Linked DNA regions of Mus musculus: regions 1, 3 and 4 are each linked to region 2. Evidence: chromatin contacts called from public HiChIP or PLAC-seq and promoter capture Hi-C data. All regions are on one chromosome and are shown on one strand. The core of a region is the stretch at or near the end of the contact, and the rest is flanking DNA. Distances in the headings are between cores, read along the strand shown.

Evidence for each region. Promoter capture Hi-C pulls out the DNA fragments that hold promoters and counts their contacts. HiChIP or PLAC-seq counts read pairs in DNA pulled down with a chosen protein or histone mark.
Region 1: a contact with region 2 is called in a promoter capture Hi-C map of the HPC-7 cell line. The contact joins the promoter of Atp6v1h here to the promoter of Rb1cc1 in region 2. A contact is called at or near these places in 12 of 39 promoter capture datasets (the 3T3-L1 cell line, the C10 cell line, the HPC-7 cell line and 8 more), 1 of 484 Hi-C or Micro-C datasets (CD4 T cells), 9 of 115 datasets of contacts at active chromatin or transcription factors (the NIH/3T3 cell line, cardiomyocytes, embryonic forebrain and 6 more) and 2 of 9 other capture datasets (adipose tissue and liver).
Region 3: a contact with region 2 is called in an H3K27ac HiChIP or PLAC-seq map of embryonic stem cells, with 8 times the contacts expected there. The contact joins the enhancer-like site here to the promoter of Rb1cc1 in region 2. A contact is called at or near these places in 1 of 39 promoter capture datasets (hippocampal neurons), 1 of 484 Hi-C or Micro-C datasets (CD8 T cells), 5 of 115 datasets of contacts at active chromatin or transcription factors (embryonic stem cells, extraembryonic endoderm stem cells, large pre-B cells and 2 more) and 2 of 9 other capture datasets (adipose tissue and embryonic stem cells).
Region 4: an H3K4me3 HiChIP or PLAC-seq map of stem cell-derived neural progenitor cells shows a contact between it and region 2, with 4 times the contacts expected there. The contact joins the promoter of Sox17 here to the promoter of Rb1cc1 in region 2. A contact is called at or near these places in 1 of 39 promoter capture datasets (cranial neural crest), 1 of 484 Hi-C or Micro-C datasets (embryonic stem cells), 4 of 115 datasets of contacts at active chromatin or transcription factors (astrocytes, embryonic stem cells, large pre-B cells and 1 more) and 1 of 9 other capture datasets (embryonic stem cells).

The regions. Positions count from the first base shown.
Region 1 is chr1:5,080,552-5,084,966 of GRCm38.p6, forward strand. It overlaps Atp6v1h (ATPase, H+ transporting, lysosomal V1 subunit H), which reads left to right and starts at 2,535. Exons shown (of 14, transcript NM_133826.5): 1 at 2,535-2,727; 2 at 3,866-4,012. The coding sequence starts at 3,900.
Region 2 is chr1:6,212,183-6,216,802 of GRCm38.p6, forward strand. Rb1cc1 (RB1-inducible coiled-coil 1) reads left to right here and starts at 2,480. Exons shown (of 24, transcript NM_009826.4): 1 at 2,480-2,775. 4732440D04Rik (a long non-coding RNA gene) reads right to left here and starts at 4,430. Exons shown (of 2, transcript XR_001778783.2): 1 at 4,374-4,430; 2 at 1-3,218.
Region 3 is chr1:4,817,841-4,822,664 of GRCm38.p6, forward strand. All of the region lies in intron 2 of Lypla1 (lysophospholipase 1), which reads left to right. Among named protein-coding and RNA genes, the nearest start is that of Lypla1, 12 kb to the left of the region's middle. Within about 2 kb of position 1,886, at least 12 of the 459 cell types and tissues checked have an H3K27ac peak or open chromatin away from gene starts, as enhancers often do. A contact at or near this core is called in embryonic stem cells, where this site is marked.
Region 4 is chr1:4,495,605-4,500,220 of GRCm38.p6, forward strand. Sox17 (SRY (sex determining region Y)-box 17) reads right to left here and starts at 1,750. Exons shown (of 5, transcript NM_011441.5): 1 at 687-1,750; 2 at 1-338.

The DNA.
Region 1 (4,415 bases), core at 1,285-3,784, 1.1 Mb before region 2:
TCAACATAGTACTTGAAGTATTAGCCAGAGCAATTCGACAACAAAAGGAGATCAAGGGGATACAAATTGGAAAGGAGGAAGTCAAAATATCACTTTTTGCAGATGATATGATAGTATATATAAGTGACCCTAAAAATTCCACCAGAGAACTCCTAAACCTGATAAACAGCTTCGGTGAAGTAGCTGGATATAAAATTAACTCAAACAAGTCAATGGCCTTTCTCTACACAAAGAATAAACAGGCTGAGAAAGAAATTAGGGAAACAACACCCTTCTCAATAGTCACAAATAATATAAAATATCTCGGAGTGACTCTAACTAAGGAAGTGAAAGATCTGTATCATAAAAACTTCAAGTCTCTGAAGAAAGAAATTAAAGAAGATCTCAGAAGATGGAAAGATCTCCCATGCTCATGGATTGGCAGGATCACCATTGTAAAAATGGCTATCTTGCCAAAAGCAATCTACAGATTCAATGCAATCCCCATCAAAATTCCAACTCAATTCTTCAACGAATTAGAAGGAGCAATTTGCAAATTCATCTGGAATATCAAAAAACCTAGGATAGCAAAAACTCTTCTCAAGGATAAAAGAACCTCTGGTGGAATCACCATGCCTGACCTAAAGCTTTACTACAGAGCAATTGTGGTAAAAACTGCATGGTACTGGTATAGAGACAGACAAGTAGACCAATGGAATAGAATTGAAGACCCAGAAATGAACCCACATACCTATGGTCACTTGATCTTCGACAAGGGAGCTAAAACCATCCAGTGGAAGAAAGACAGCATTTTCAACAATTGGTGCTGGCACAACTGGTTGTTATCATGTAGAAGAATGCGAATAGATCCATACTTATCTCCTTGTACTAAGGTCAAATCTAAATGGATCAAAGAACTTCACATAAAACCAGAGAGACTGAAACTTATAGAGGAGAAAGTGGGGAAAAGCCTTGAAGATATGGGCACAGGGGAAAAACAGAACAGCAATGGCTTGTGCTGTAAGATTGAGAATTGACAAATGGGACCTAATGAAACTCCAAAGTTTCTGCAAGGCAAAAGACACCGTCAATAAGACAAAGAGACCACCAACAGATTGGGAAAGGATCTTTACCTATCCTAAATCAGATAGGGGACTAATATCCAACATATATAAAGAACTTAAGAAGGTGGACTTCAGAAAATCAAATAACCCCATTAAAAAATGGGGCTCAGAGCTGAACAAAGAATTCTCACCTGAGGAATACCGAATGGCAGAGAAGCACCTGAAAAAATGTTCAACATCCTTAATCATCAGGGAAATGCAAATCAAAACAACCCTGAGATTCCACCTCACACCAGTCAGAATGGCTAAGATCAAAAATTCAGATGACAGCAGATGCTGTCGTGGATGTGGAGAAAGAGGAACACTCCTCCATTGTTGGTGGGATTGCAGGCTTGTACAACCACTCTGGAGATCAGTCTGGTGGTTCCTCAGAAAATTGGACATAGTACTACCGGAGGATCCAGCAATACCTCTCCTGGGCATATATCCAGAAGATGCCCCAACTGGTAAGAAGGACACATGCTCCACCATGTTCATAGCAGCCTTATTTATAATAGCCAGAAGCTGGAAAGAACCCAGATGCCCCTCAACAGAGGAATGGATACAGAAAATGTGGTACATCTACACAATGGAGCTAAAGGGATCTGCAACCCTATAGGTGGATCAACATTATGAACTAACCAATATCCCGGAGCTCTTGACTCTAGCTGCATATGTATCAAAAGATGGCCTAGTCGGCCATCACTGCAAAGAGAGGCCCATATAAAGGCAAACTTTATATGCCCCAGTACAGGGGAACGCCAGGGCCAAAAAGTGGGAGAGGGTGGGTAAGGGAGTGGGGGGGGGGAGGGTATGGGGGACTTTTGGGATAGCACTGGAAATGTAAATGAGGAAAATACCTAATAAAAATATTAAAAATTAAAAGATTGCCCAGCCAACTATAAAAGGGGCTGCTTGGGACCTCCTCTCTCTCTTAAGCTCTCACCTTTCTTACTCCTCTCTAGCCCTCCTTCTCTCCCTTCCCCCTCTCTCCACTTGGCTATGGCCGGCCCCTCTCTTTCTTTTATCTTCTCTTTTTCTCTTTATCTTCCTACAATAAAGCTCTAAATTCATAGACTGTCTCTGTTCATCATATAAGCCTAGAGAAAAATGAAGTTAGGTAAACAATGAATAACTTTTTCTGAGACATGTATTACTGGTGGGTCTACATATACTTATACCATGGGTCTATGATTCATTTCTCAGTCTGAGTCTTATGCTTAAAATCGGAGTATGAATGCCTGGCCCGCTGAGATGTTTAATTCAAACAAACCCAAACCACTCAAAGGTCATAAACCAAGCTTCTTCAAAGATTTTTGGCTTTTTGGCACCAGTGGCCTGCAGGGTGGCGAGCTCTGCCAGTTTGAAGTGACCAAGTTAAGTGGCCTGGGAAAGGCCATTTGGTGCGCGGTCCAGCAGTTTTGGGCGCTCTCGGCTTCCGCCCTCAGCTGCGGTCACGTGCGGCTGCTCACGTGCCAGACGCTGCTGTCACTTCGTAGCTGTTCCGGCTTCCTCTGAGTGAGGCTCGCAACGTCTCCCACGGAGTCGCCTTCGTTCTGCTCTGGGTCTCCCGTGGCCACTGAGACCTCGGAGCTCGACCGGCGCCTGCCCGCCCGTGCGGCCCTCACTCCCCGAGGCTATCCAGGTGAGGCCGCCTGGGGTCCCTCCCCGGCTCCGGAGAGCCGACTGGTTTCCCTGCCGGCCGCGCCAGGGTCTGCGGAGCCGCAGGGCCTTCCTCCCCTCGGAGGGAAGCAGAGAGCGCGGGGGTGGGCAGGCCTGGGCCGGGCCGGGCCGGGCCGGGAGAGCCGCGGGGGTCGGGCCGCCCGGGAAGGCTGCGCTGTGCCTTTGGTGCCAGCCTTGCCCGGATGGAGCCGGTTTTACCTGGGACCCGCAGTCTGCGCCGACCTTGCTTGTTCAGGCAGCGAGTTCCCACAAAGAGAAATCTAAGTTCCACACTGACTAAGCACTTCGGCAACGCGGAATAGAATTTGGGTATGATTTTATTTTTAAACCTCCTTTTGCTCGTAGGTAAGAACGTACGTTTTGGGAATGGTTTTTGCATCGTAGTAGAATGAGATGTAACTTATCTATTACGTTGAGGACTGGGAATTTTTTTTTTTTTTTTTAGTAGCACATTATTGTATATTTTTCTTGTCAGAATAGACTCCTATTGTTGGTTGGACATACGTTGTTTCAGAAATTTCTTTCAATATTGATTTTGGAAATGTTTGTCAATTTCTGTTTGAAAAGAAGGTCCTGGTATACCACACCTCTTAGTGTATTTTATTTTGAATCAGTAATTTTAAAGAAAGGAATTAATATAGTGTCTTTGCAAATCGAAGCATAATAGATGCCCATAAATACCATAATTGACCCTTTTTTAATTTTATTTTTTGTAGAAGAGATTAGAACGTGATTGAATAGATTTAAAGTAGTGGACTTCTGGGTTATTTTTAATGTATTCTAAGCACTGGGTATGATTGCACTAAGGTGGTCAAAGAGATTGGCTTAATATTCAGTTTAGTTCTGATTTTGCTGTCAGTCTCTTAAGTGGTCATTTTAAACGTCTCAGTGTTTATTGAGGCTAAGAATTAAAAACTCTTCCCTGGAAAAAGAACAAGTCAATAGAAAGCCTTTTATGGGGTGGTAGACAGAATTTGAAATACGGTAATGCTTTTCAGACCTAGGATATTTAATATTCAAGCTAAGTGAAATCAATATGGTTATATTAATACTTGTAGTTCAAAAAATTAAATGGCTGCTATCCTGTTTTTATCTTGAAGGTCTGTGGGAAACATTCAAAGTCATAAAGTTTAGATGACCAAGATGGACATTCGAGGTGCTGTGGATGCTGCTGTCCCAACTAACATCATTGCGGCCAAGGCTGCTGAAGTTCGTGCCAACAAAGTGAACTGGCAGTCTTATCTTCAGTGCGTACTGGTTTGTTGTGAGTCATGGATGTCATGTGCTTTTCCATCAGGCTTTTTCATGGTCATGCTTCTATGAGAGAAATACTGGAAAAATGCTAATAAATTAATTTTAACATTTCCTTCTCTCCATAGCTAGCTGTCTTAGGGAGTGTGACAGATATGGTAGGAACCACTTGGGAAAATAGAACAGTTCATAGCAGTTATTTTATTTTATACTGTGTGTATGACTGTTTTTGCCTGCATGTATGTATGTGTGGCACCTGAATGCGAGTGCCCTCAGAGCTGAGAAGAGGGTCTCAGATACCCTGGAACTGGAGTAACAGATGATTGTATACACCATGTGTGTTCTGCATGCCATGCCTTTGCAAATCAGAGAATAACCTATGGGAGGACTGGTTCTCTG
Region 2 (4,620 bases), core at 1,230-3,729:
AGGAAGGGAAGAGACATAATTGGATGGTTCTTGATAGAAAAATAATGAGTGCTAATACAAGGCCAGACAGAAGAAGAGGGCTTGAGCAAGTTGTAAGGTGCTGCTAACAAATGTTAGTACTGAATGCGTATCATTATTCAGGGGTGGGGTTAATATTTAAAGAAGAGCTTACAATCAGCATGTTAAACACTTAAAAGATCCAGAATTACAGACATGTCTGATAAAGACTAGAAGACGCTTAAGTTTAAGCTGAGAAAAAGAGACTTAAAAATTCAAATGATTTGTAGTACTCAGACTGCATAATTCCTCCAGTTATAAAACTAAAAAAAAAAAAAATTCACTTTAAAAATTACATTTGATTCAATTGATTGTACACACATACATGTGGAGGAACGGAGTCAGTTCTGTTCTTGGTAAAAAGCACTTTTAGTTGTTCCTTGAAAATTCACTGAAACATTGACAGATACTAAATTAAAAATTCAGTGGAAGCCAAGAATAAGTAGTCTTATACAGAAACCAACCTTCACATCACCCACAGTATATTCTAATTGAGAAGTGGGGAAAAAGAATACAGTAAATGGATAGGAGTTTACAAGCAATAGGATAGAGATAACACAAGGAGGGGGAAGGCAGAACGGCCCATGCTTTAGTAAGTTGAAATGATGTTTCTGCACTCCCCATGAAAGATCATTCTATGGTCCTTGTAAATCTGTTTGAAGTTTCATTGAGAAAAGCCCCGAAGCTTCACATAGTATTGCAGGAGTTTGTTTTTGTTTATTATGGAGAATAGAATGCTCAAGAGGATGAGGAAAAATAGCTTGTGACAGAAAACTTATGGATATGCATGATTATTAACATTTATCTATGTTGCTTAGCAAAATTCATATAACATATTTTCACTTTAGTCTTACTAAATAATTTGAGATGCATATAAACTCTAAACATTCACTTCAGAGTATAAAGTAACAGACATTTGTATTAACAGTTTCCCAGAGAAGTTTGGGCCACGTATACAACATGACAAGTGGTACTTTAACACTTGAAACTGGAGTACATTTCTGCTATTCAATGGTACTTATTAACTGTGAGGAAACACAGCTCTTTGGTGCTCTTTTTAGTGTGTGTGAACTTCAAGGAGTGGTTCTCTCCTCCCACGACGTCAGTCCTAGGATGAAACTCAGGTTGTCAGTTTTGGTAGTCAGTAGATCTCCTTACCCTCTGGGCCATCTCACCGGCCCTGATTTTCCTTTTTCTGTGTAGCCTTGGCTCCCTGAAGCTCATTCTGTAGAGCAGGCCTCAGCTTCTGAGAGAAGGGATTAAAGGTATGTGCACCACCCGGCCAGCTTTGATCTTCATTGTTCTAGCTAGACTGCAATATAGCTTACATTTGTTAATATACTAACAATTTTTCTTCTCTTTAGTCTTGCCAATTCACTACTTCCCCTGGTGCACAAAAATTGAGTGCTTGTTCTTTTTCCATTTTTGCTTTATTTGCTGGTGTAATGTACTAAAATTCCAGTTTAAAAAATACTCAATATGTATAACAGTGTGCATACAAGATTTTTCTGGGATATGGCAGAAGTGCAAAGTTAAAAACAAAGTGAGATAAGCAACAAGCTCCTTTCTAAACAACTCTTAAAACACAACTACTGTTTTTCCAGTGTCTATCACAATAAAGAACTGCAGATCTCAATCAGTTTAATACCCCTTATGTCTCATTTTGTCGGGAACCGCTAACTGTTGGCTTAGAGAGACCATTCCTAAACTTTTACCTCTATCAGATATTCCTGGGAATAGTAATTTAATACGTGTTTACGTCACATAATTGATGAGCCTGCTTGTAACAAACATCTTCTCATCAAACTCAAGTTTTGTAGTTTCAAGTCCTTGCCTAAGCCCGAATACAAATGTAATGTTCTCATAAGCTGACATTCTCTTCTCTAATCTTGATGCTGTTGACCTATTATCGACCTCAGTATTGTTCGGTCGTGCCGCTTACAGTACAGTCCACTTTGCTTCGGTTCCTCTTCTGGACGTGCTCTTTACTTACCTGGTCTGACTCTGGGCCGCCCCACCCTTGCAAAGATGCCAGGCATACTTTCCGAGTAGCCTGCCATTCTGGCAGTCCCGGTACGAGTGGCCCAGGTGACAGTCGGCTGATTTCGGGGCAGCAGATGAGGGCCCCAGATCTGTGCTGGTGCTCACTCGTCAGCCTCCGGTTCCCCTGTTGGGGCTGCCCCAGGTTTGGCGAGGTCGGTCTGCCGCGGCCAGAAGGTCACGCTCACCTTGGGGCCGTCCAAGGCAAGCACCGAAATACCTTCCAGGGTCAGGGAAGGACAGACAAGTTGCCAGCCAGGGACTACGCTCGCCGACCGAGCCGCGCCCGTCCGGCCAGCCCAGCGACTTCCGGATCTGCGCAGACACCTGAGTCACCCCTCCCCCGGCTGGCTGTTTCCCGGCGTGCTCTGCGGCGGAAAGGCCGAGTCGACAATAACAAACCCCACGGCGGCCGCGACCCAGCCCTGCCAAGCTCTCAGTGCCTCGGCCGGCGGACTCGGGTCCCCGCGCGGAGCCGAGGGGCCGGAGCAGCGGCTGCGCCCGACTCCCATCCTTCCGGGCCTCGCCGGGTACTCGGCGGCTGGGCGCCGACGGTTGTGTCGGTTGGCGGCGCCGCAGGGGCGGTTGATAGCCGCCGCCGAGGCCAGGGCGGCGGCAGAAGATGGTGCGGAGGGCCGCCGGCTGTGTTGCTGCCGCGGGCGGAGGAGGCGCTGCCGGGTAAGTGCCGCCCCTGCTCCCATCTGGCGGCGGGCTTGGCCCGGCCGCTCAGCACCTGACGGGTTCGCCGGAGCGTCTGGCGGCGCCGGCTCGGAGGGTCGCCGCGGCAGTCCTACGGGGACCCTGAGGCCCGCTGGCCGCTGACAGGATCGCGGGAGCGGCAGGACGCCGGTGCTCACCCGAGGCCTGAATCGCGGCCTCCGTCTCCAGGGCTCGGTGCACTGGAGTGTCGGGCTCGGGAAACCGGAGAGGGTTTGGGCCAGGGCCGGAGTGCCCTGACGGGAGGAACCTAGAGGTGATGCCTTTGTCCCGACCCCGGAGTGCAAGCATCGGTGTAAAGTTACTCCTTGGAATGACTCAGCCTCGCTCGCCCCGCAGATGGATTTGGGGTGGGGGCTTATGGGAGTACCAAAACTTGGTACAAATGACAGCTTTCGAACGTGCTGTCAGTACTTTCTCTACAGAGTGGTGGATGTGCTATGGTGACTGTTTATGGTTTCGTAATCCTGTCCCTTCCGTCATGAGTCTTTAAAATGTGATCATTCCATGAACTGGTACATAGGACTGATGCCACGGAACACTCGTGGACTCACTTATTGATAGAGTCCCTGCAAGACATTCAGTTGGGTGCGGATGTTGACAAGTCTATTATGAGCGTTAAAATTTATACATTTTGCTAACCATTTTCTGTAAAGAATTGGTGAGACTTACTTATCTGAGGGTTTGCAAAGCTAGCAAGCAGTTTAGAAGCAGCCTAAAAATGAACCAATCTGTGTTCCTAGTCAAATGTTGGTACTGTATTTCAGTAGGTGGTTTTTCTTTTTGGGGGAGGGGATCTATAAATGGACTTGTTATGTGTGAAATATTTTATTTAGTCTTATTACCAAATACAACGCAAATCATCGCTTTCCAATTAAGTTTTTGTTATGTTTTTTAGCATTTATATCTGTTTTAAACGTTAGCCAAGGCTTAGAAGGTAGCTGCTATATTCATCTCAACATTCCAGGAGGCTGAGACAGAAAGATGGCTTTAAGTTATTTGAGTTACTCAGTAAGTTAAGGTGGTCTTGGGAATCATAGCGAGAACATGTCTTGAAAAAAGAAAAACAAAATAAATGGTATTTACATAGTTATGCCATGGGTGTGTCAGGCCCATAATGTAGCATTTACATTGATAAATCTTATTAATGTAATTGGTTAGTGGACTTAGGCAAAATTTAAAAATTTTGTTTTATTTTGAGTTAGGGAAGACAATGAAGCAGCCCTCTGCCTGGAGAGAAGAGGGTTCTCTTGGGGTGGGGGGAGATGGAGGGAACAGGCAGCACTCTTTATGGCAAACATCAGGGTTTGAATGCACAGCAGATTGACTTTACACATAGATCTGTAAAAGCCAAAGGACAAAAGATGAAAGGACTGGTGTCTCCCCCAGTTGTTTTTGTTTATTTGTTTTGTTTCTTGCCTTGTTAGTGTGTACTGCTAGGACTAAAACTCAGTTTCCAGCATGCTCTGTAAGGTGTAATATCCCTGAGCCACTGTTAGACCTGAGAGGAAAATGTTTCAACGACTACCTGATTAAGAGAGCTTTGCTTAGAGGTGTACATTGTAGTTGAGGTTGACCTTCAGCTCTTGGCCCCCTTTTGCCAAGACTTGACACATCTCAGAGTAAGCTGTGGTAAGTATTCATTAGTGATGCCTTGGTAATTAATTATTCAGCAGCAGGCAAACTCCAGTCTCTTATCATTCAGAAGAAAAGTGAGAACATAAGTGAACATAGAAGCAAGCCAAGATTAAGAAGTGTGTGTCTCTATTGGAGGGTGGGTTTGAAATTTTGGATAAGGTGTCTTAT
Region 3 (4,824 bases), core at 636-3,135, 1.4 Mb before region 2:
TAAAGAGATTGAAATTTTAAGAATATGTAAAGACTGTGGGACTTTTAAAGTTATTTAGATCTTGGGGATGAATAAGAATGTAAGGGTTGAGGCATACTAGTTGACAAGGGGTCAATTGTACTGGCTAGTTTTGTGTCAACTTGACACAGCTGGAGTTATTACAGAGAAAGGAGCTTCAGTTGAGTAAATGCCTCCAAGAGATCCAACTGTAAGGCATTTTCTCAATTAGTGATCAAGGGGGAAAGGCCCCTTGTGGGTGGTGCCATCTCTGGGCTGGTAATCTTGGTTCTATAAGAGAGCAGGCTGAGCAAGCCAGGGGAGGCAAGCCAGTAAAGAGCATCCCTCCATGGCTTCTGCATCAGCTCCTGCTTCCTGACCTGCTTGAGTTCCAGTCCTGACTTCCTTGGTGATGAAGAGCAGTGTGGAAGTATAAGCTGAATAAACCCTTTCCTCCCCAACTTGCTTCTTGGTCATGATGTGTGTGCAGGAATAGAAACCCCGACTAAGACAGGTGATTTTTAGTTTGTTTGCAAAGTAGGTTGCAAAAATCATCATCTCCTTAGTTGCAGAGTATTTTCAGCATCCCACAAAAGACAGTCTCTTCACTCCTCTCTCAAGCATTTCTTAGTCGTTCATTTTCTTTGGATTTGATTATTCTGAATGTTTCATATAAATAGAACCCACTCGTATGGTCTTTGGCGTCGGGCTTCTTTCATTTGGCATGTTTTTCAGGATCATTTGTGTTTGACATAGAAAAATATTGCATTTGCCTTTGTGGGTGGCATGCATACACTCCAGTGTTAAGATACTCATGCCCATGTGGGACCAGAACAGGACACTGTGTCCTCCTCTATTGCACTCCATCCTACTGACTTAAGAAAGGTTCTCTCACTGTACTAGAAGCTCACAGTCTTCCCTAGGCGGAGTGGTAAGCTCTTGGAATCTGTCTCCATCTTCCAAGGTTAGGACTATAGTCGTGTGCAGCCATTGTGTGCTTTCTACATGGGTGCTGGGATTCAAATTCAGGTCTTCATACTGCAGAACAAGTGTGTTATGCCCTGAACCATCCTTGCAATCCTGAGTACTGTACTCTTTTATTACCAAATAGTCCATTGCATGGCTATGCAATTCTAGAACTAATGACTATTTGGGTTATTTCTACCTTTGGGCCTCTATGAATGGTGTTACTCTGAACACGCATGTACAGGCTTTTGCATGGACATAGGTGTTTAGTTCTCTGTGTTGTTGGCTGGGATAGAAGTGATGAGTCAGTATTCTACCCTTTGAAGAACTCCCAAGGTATTGTCACAGGGATTGTGCCATTTTACATTTTTTAGGGGGAAGGGATTACACATATGTGCATGGAGACCAGAGTACAACCTCTTGCATCATTCCTTGGAACCCACCGAACTTTGTTTTTCTGAATCAGGGTTTCTCATTGGCCTGCCTGGAGCTTACCAAGTAGGCTAAAATTGGCTAGATAGTGAGACCCCGGATCCTACCTTTCTTTACCTTGAGTGTACTGGAATACTCAACTCTTTTTATTTTTAATGTGTATTCTGGGGATTTAACTCGGGTTTTCATGCTTAGAAGGCAAGGTGTTTTTTTTTTGTTTGTTTGTTTGTTTGTTTGTTTTGTTTTTTAATTTTGGTTTTTCCAGACAGGGTTTCTCTGTGTAGCCCTGGCTGTCCTGGAACTCACTCTGTAGCACAAGCTGGCCTTGAATTCACAAATCCGCCTCCGCCTCCTGAATGCTGGGATTAAAGGCGTGTGCCACCACACCTGGCTTGAAGGCAAGCATTTTAATTACCAGAACTGTCTCCACACACCCAGGTTTGCATTCAGCAGTGAGATGGTTCTGATTTCTCTTCGTTCTCATTGACACTTGTTATTCTTTCCTCCCACTCTTCCTCCGTCTCCATTCCGCCTGCTTTGTGTGGTGCTGGAGTTCACAGGGTGTCATGCAGACTACAAAAGCAACCTGCTAATCATGCTATAGTCCTGGTCTCAGTACTCCATTTTTTTTATTCATCATTGAATATAAATAAATATACAAGCCACAGAAAGCCTTAAGAAGTATAAAAGCCTTCACCATAGACCATTTGATATGAAAAAAAGATTTTATATATTAAAAAGCATTGTAAACCTAACATGTTTTTGGTCTGAATCTTATTTTTCTAGTTGCCATACATTTAAGTCACTACTTCTCAATCAAATATGATTACAGGGAGGTGAGGCTGGCTAGCATTTTAGTTAATCACATTAACAAGCTTTATTATATATGATGATTTTCCCCTTACGAGACTGTCTGCTAGCTCTCTAAAATGACTTTAATTCACTGTGGAGGTAGACCTTAAGGTCAGCAATCCTCTTGTCCTAGCCATCCGATTGCTGGCCTTCTCATCACGTGTGTGTGACCAGCCAGGCTTGCAGTAATACTCTGAGCAAGATAATTGAACCTGTGTTCCACTTGGACTCTTAATAATTGGTGGACAATTGTTTTACAAATGTGGTTTTTGGTGACTGTCCGTTCCCAGAGCTCTAATTAGCTGAAATCTTCTCATGGTTTTATGGCTTATTTAGTTATCCCCGAGGTCATTAGCACAAATCCCAAAACAGAATACATTAATGAGTTTAGAAAGAAATGGAAACAGCATTGGCAGTGAGCAAGGAATGAACTATTTCTAATGTGGCTGGGATGTTGGCTTTTACAGGTGTGTGTGTGTGTGTGTGGTTTAAGTTTTATGTATTTAATTACAATGTTTATTTTTTTGATTTTTGTTTTTAAAACAACCTGTAGCCCTGGTTGGCTGTAACTCAGTAACCTCTGACTTAAGCTGAGTGCTTGAGAGTACCCAGAAGGTTTTGTATTTTATTTTGTTTTAGATTTATTTTATGTGTATGAGTGTTTTATCAAAGTATATGTGCATACCTAGTGCCTGTAGAGAACAGAAGAGCGTGTCCAGTTCTTTTGAACTAAAGTTAAGGACAGTTTTGAGCCACCATGTCAGTACTAGGAACAAAACCAAGACTTCTGTAAAAGCAAGCAAGTACTGTCTCTCCATCCCTACATTATGTATTTTAAATGCTTTTTTGGTCACATGGCTTAAAAGGCCTCTCTGTGTACTGCTCAGAGGCAAGGATTGCCTTGATTGCTTGATAATTTCTGGTTTGGTCTGGTGATCTAGAAGTGCAGGCATATATCAACACTGTAGAAAGTGTCTTACTGTGTGCATTGTGACACATGCCTGTGTAAAACAGTACTCAGAAAGCTGAGGAAGGCAGATGGCCATGAGTTTGAGGCCAAGTTGAGCTACTTACAGAATACTAAGCTATCCAGTTACGAAGTGAGACCCTGCCTCAGCATACAAATAGCAACCACAGTTTTATAGCCATCCTAGTGGAATCTCACTGTGTGTTTGCATATGTGGGGGTTTTGAGACAGCGTCTAACTGGGCAGGCAGCACAGGCTACCCTTGAACTCAATCTCCAACTGCCTCAGTCTCCTGGAATGATAACTGTGTGTACTATCAGGCCTGAAGTTGATTTTGATTTGTATTTTTTTTTAATGACTAATGATGATGAGTTCTTATGTTTAGTGACAATTTGGATGTTTTTCTTTGTAGAATGTCCTCTGCCCATTTGTAAATTGGGTGGTCAATTTGTTTGTTATAGGTGTTATGCATATATTATGAGTGGCTACTGTCTTCTAAGGGTTGCATTGCTGTGAAGAAACACCAAAACCAACACAATTTTTAGAAAGGAAAACATTTAATTGGGGCTGGCTTAGTTTCAGAAGTGTAGTCCATTATCATCCTGGCTGGAAGCATGGCAGTTTGCAGGCAGACATGGTGCTAGAGAAGCTGAGAATCTTCATCTTGATCTAAAGGCAACCAGGAGGAAATTTGATTCCACACTCAGTGGAGCTTAAGGACAGGCAATCTCACAGCCTGCCTACAGTGATACACTTCCTCCAACAAGGCCATATCTCTAGTAGTGCTATTCCCTGTAGACCAAGTGAATCGATGGGGGCCAAACATATTCAAACCACCACAGGTACTATTAAATATATGACTTGCACACACTTTATTCTTCTTTAGATTGTTATACTTTCTTCATAGTCTCCTTGAAGCACAAGTTTTAAATTTTGTTGATTTTTAGTTTATTTTTTATAGCCATTTGCTAAGTTCTAGATTTGTTTGCTATATTTAATAATTTAATAGTTTAATTTGACCCAACTACAGTTGTTTAAAAGACTTTTTTGAAGAGGCTTATGGTAATTATTAATTGATAGCAGGGTGGTTGTTTATTTCTGGATTCCTAGTTGATTTATAGGTCTATCCTTTCCCTGGTCTTACATTCGTTCTTACTATTATATTTGTTGTAACTTTATGTTAGTCCTCCTACTTTGTCCTTTTGCGTGTTTGTTTGTTTTTTTCTGGTTCTCTTGTTCCCCTGTGAATTTAAGAATTGGGATCAATTTCTGCACGATCATCTGGGACTCTGGTTAAGGTGCTGTTTCCTGTGGATTGAGTTAGGGAGTCCTGCCACTTAAACACAAGGTCGAGTCTATAAGCATGGGCATTTGATTCCATTTCTCTAGCTCTTTGTTTAAACATGTTCAATAGTTTTCCAAGTAAATCTTAACACATGCACACACACACATTTACTTTTTAATCATTCATCAGGCAGTGGGACCTGGGAGAATGGAGCCAATAAGTGGAATGAACTAGAATCTCATGCAACAGTCAACTTTATTCAGAGCATCAGATAAGTTATACTCTGAAGGCTAAGAAGAGTCACATGAGTAAAATATGCAATCAC
Region 4 (4,616 bases), core at 500-2,999, 1.7 Mb before region 2:
GGTAGAAATAGCAATTTTACAAATCGATTCTCTAGCCAGGTGCTCTTTAAGAAAAAAAAAATTCTATCTCTTCTGTTGTTAGTTTTGAGACAGTCTCCCCATGTAGCTCTCCTGCCTCTCAGAAGCAGGGACGCAGTCCCTCACCTCCACAGTGACTCTTCTCTTTTGTATCTAGTAATGGGCATCTTTTCAAAGATCTCAGGGCCTAATTTTCTCTTTCCGTGTTTTTTTTTTTTTTAAATAAACTACGGGTTTTGTTTGAAATGACGATTGAAAACAGTAGCGGGTCCAGAATGCATTTTCTCTGTCTTCCCTGTCTTGGTTGATTTCTCTAAAAACTAAGAGACAACAGAAATATAATTCAGGTGTAGGTCTAGAAAATGTATTTACACCATTTTACCTGGGTACCTAGTTCTGTTCGAGCTCCATAAAAGGAACTGAGAAAGTGGTTAGAAAGAAAGCCCGGGGATGGGGAGGCAGCGTTATTTACAAGCATCCCTGAAGATTAACAACTGATCTTTCTGAGGGAAAGCACAAACACAGTAGGAGTCCAAGCGACCACTTTTGGGCTCTTCCCCGTTCCTTAAAACAGCCTCCCCTGGAGTCCCTAGATAGCACTTTACTTAACAAATCTACCAGGAAATGTGGCGCTTTCCCAAGACTAGTCCCCCTTCCCGTCCTCTTACCTAGATCTAACTTCTGCTGACCATTCTCTTGATAGATACTTTGGGAGGAGTGTTGGGGCCAACCGCACTTCAGACCCGCCAGCAGTGTGAGTGGGCCATATTTCAGTTTCTTCACTAAATGGGTGTTGGAAGCCGAGCTCACGACGTTATCAAAGCCAGCCACAAATGCCACAAGTAAAGAAGCAAACATCCGGAGCGGCTTCCTGCAAGCCTTGCTTCCCTCAACACTAGAGATTTACTGGGGTGGGGGTGGGTATCTGGACTAGAAGCCTGGCACGCCTGTCTGCTGTAGTCCGCAGCGGTATCACACTCAAACAGTGCAGGATTTCTAGGTGGCTACTGCCTAAGCCACATCCCCAAAGCAGACCTGAGGCTCGAAAGGCTGGGGCAAGGAAGCGTCTAATGTAACTAGAAGCTGTGCCCGTAACCATTTGGGGCCTGTAGCAAGCGGGTTGGTGATCAACTGGGACTCCGAAGTGGGAGAGTCTAAGCCACTCTTCTACAGCGAGCCTCAGAGTGAGTGGTTGATTTCTCGAAGGTTTTATGGTTTTGGTGTTCTGATGGCCAAGGCCTGTTAAAGGACATTCAAGTCCAATTGCACAGGATCCGTGGGCACTCAAGCAGATCCGTGGTCTGTGGAGAGCAAGTTCATGAGGGCGGAAAAGGGAGCGTGGGCTGTCATCACGGAGACAGCCCCCGGCGGACTCTAAGATAACAGAGACAATAGTACCACTGGACGGTCTAAAATACGTGCCTCAGAGTCTGCCTCTGAGAACACCGAGCGTCGTGCCCCGGGCTCCGCACCTCCCAGGTAGGGCCACGCAGAGCGATGCGGTCGATTGGCACCTTTCACCCGGGCACCAAAAGGCGCAGTCTCTTCTCCCCTTTATACCTTTCGCGCTCTTTCCAGTCCCTGGTCAGTCCCCAGTGGGTCGGAGGTGGAGATGGAAATTCGGGAACTTGAGAGGAAAGAGTGGCAAGAAAGACAGTGATCACCGGCCCCCACGGTGGCCCAGAACATTCAGGCCAGACCCTGCAATCTTCGCTTTGCTAGCCTCTCCCGTGAGAGCTGAGAACGTCTGACCCCAAGATTAACTTCGGGGGCTCATTCCGCACACCGTTGGGAGCGTGCATCCTGGGTGGGCGGGGTCTCACGTAACTGTCCGAATCTCTGTCTAATCGTGCCCCGAAACCCCACCCTAGCAGCTGGCGACTCGGAGACCACGTCCTCCTTCCCGCTCGGCCCTAGCTGAGTTTTTCCGCGGCGAAGCAGGAAGTAAACTGCTCCCGCTCCACTTCCCAGCTCAGTAACCGGTCGGGAATGTTTCTTAGAACCCATACCCCATCTGTGTTCCCCAGACGAAGTAAGGACTCCTCTTTATTCCTGCTCCATGGAACCTCAGGTTCTCTTGGGACGGTAGTCTGAGAGCTAGGAATGAAGCCTTGCTCACATTTCTTTGTCCTCTTCCTTGAAATTTAAAGACAATTCAAATATGGCTTGGGTTTTTATAAAGGTGATGGCTGCTGTAGCCTAGTAGTACCACACCCTAGGGAAGACGGGCTTCCTTGGAGAAAGGCAATCCTCGCCTTGCAGTCTGGCCTGTCACTGTGAGCAGAGCACTTGCACTCTCTCCAGAGAGCAAACTGGGTAGGACTGCTTCCCAGGATGCCCAGTGTGGCATCCTTAGTCTTCTTCTCTGATTTATTAATATCCAGCTCAGTCTATGATCCTGTAATACTCCGTTCCTGGACTGTGAAAGTGATGATGACTACACAGTGGGTCAAGCACATTGAGTTGTTTCGTTGAGTTTGCTTTGGTTTTGTAGCAGAGGCAATAGGTGCCTTTCCATCCAGAAAACTCTGCTCCCAAGATCCCCTATCAGGATTAACTGCATGGCGCCAGATTGTTGGTTAGGGCAAGGTATGTGCTCTGTGATCATGGAAATGATCAAAGTTAAATAGGACTTGCCACTCCTGACAGCACTCATTACCTCCTGTATGCGCTTCAAGCATAACAGATTTCTAACCTGAACCTAATTTAGCTTCCAAAGCTTAAAAACAAGAGGGAAGAGTTAGGAAGCCTTCCGGGGTTTCAGCTGGGTTACTTGAATGTTGTACTCTACCCATTTGGTGAACATGCCAACAAGTTCATAGCAACACAGGGTCTTCCGTTCACTACACCTTTCAATCCTGGATCACAGGGCTTTCCAGCCTTGACTACATACTTACGAATAATAGAATGTCCAGATTAATCCTTGGGTCTTCTTACTCCTAAGTGGAAACAGTAAGGACCATCTCCATAGACCTTAAAGGCTCATATGTCTGGGTCACAGGACTTCTGGAGAGTAATATTCTCTCCACGTCTCCTTCAATAATTCAAATTGCATCTGAAATCACAACATTACTGGGTGTTTAAATCCCACGGCTATCTTAATGCTTTTATCGAAGAAAGCCAGGCTGAAGATGCACATACATAATTTTACAAGTAGCTATATGATGCAAAAGTAAATGTCTGTCTTTAGGGCATTTGGAAAGTTATCTTTGAAATTAATTTCTTCATAAGCATGGTAATGTTTACAATGCAGTTTCCCTACCTCATCTGACCCTCACAACTGCCCTGGAAGTTACTGAAGTCGCTATGCCCGCAGTCCTCTTTTGGTGAAAAAAGAGCAGCGACTCAGTGACTTAACGCCACATAACAAAGGTTCTTAGACCATATCATTTTTCTAGCAGGAAACAATAACAGGCCTTATTATGAATTTATTTCTGTGCCATGTTTACAAATAATGAGAGACAAATTGGAATTTACAAGGATTAAATAAAGGAGTCAGTAGTGATGGATTAAGGATCCTTGGAAAAGAATGAAATGTTCTTATTAACTGGGTCATGATACTTTTGATACCAGAAGTACAGCAATGAAAAAGAGAAAGTATCATTTAGACTATCTGGGTTTCTGCTGGTCAGTGCTGTCACATCCTCTCACTCGCAGCACTTGGGACACAGAAGCAGACACATCTGAGTTTGGAACTAGACTGGTCTACAGAGTGAAATTCAGAACAGCCAGGGCTACACAGAAAAACCCTGTCTCAGAAAAAAAAAAAATAGAATATCTAGGTTTTTAAGAAGGAAGCCTAAGCCTTACATGACATCTCATTTATTTTGATATCTGTTTCATACAGGCAAATTCTAATTCATCTGAGCTACATGAGAAGAGTTCAAAGATGGAGCTAACATTCTAATATAAATAAAATGAAGTTTTCTCATTGTGTGCCATGTTCTCTCAGACTATAAAAGACATGGTTAGCTTTGATGAACTATTGTAATCTCATCTATCACATACTTAAATGACTGGTAACTTCAATATACATTATCAAGCCGGTTTTAAAGACATATAAATAGGTAACAATTAGGTAAATTCCCTCCTCTCTAATTGGTCCAGAGGAAAGAAAGTTTCCAATTATCTTGTTATAAAACAGAAAGTTATTATCTGGAGCAAGTGAGTGATTTGTTTGATGCTTCTAATCATCCCAAGAGACAAGACTGCTCATTTAACCAACAAACAATTATGCAGTTCCTATTAAGGATATGGCTTTCTATATCGTCATCAGTGAGCACAGACATGGGGAAGGGGCTGCTTAGGACTGGACTTTACCTCAGCAATACATTAGTGGTACATCCTTGGAATGTTATGGAATCTTTTAAAGACCCATCTGTAAGCTGGGACATAATAATAATAATTCCAATGACTTCTGGGGTCTTAATGAAGATTCATTGTTCATAAATTGCTTAAAATAGGGTTAGACATAATAGTACGTACATATATGTTTATATCAATAAAAATGTGCTGAGGGAAACAGAAGCTACCATTGTATGGGGTAAATGAATGTAGAAGCAGCAGAAGTCTGTTTTATAGCATTTAATGCCTCTGAT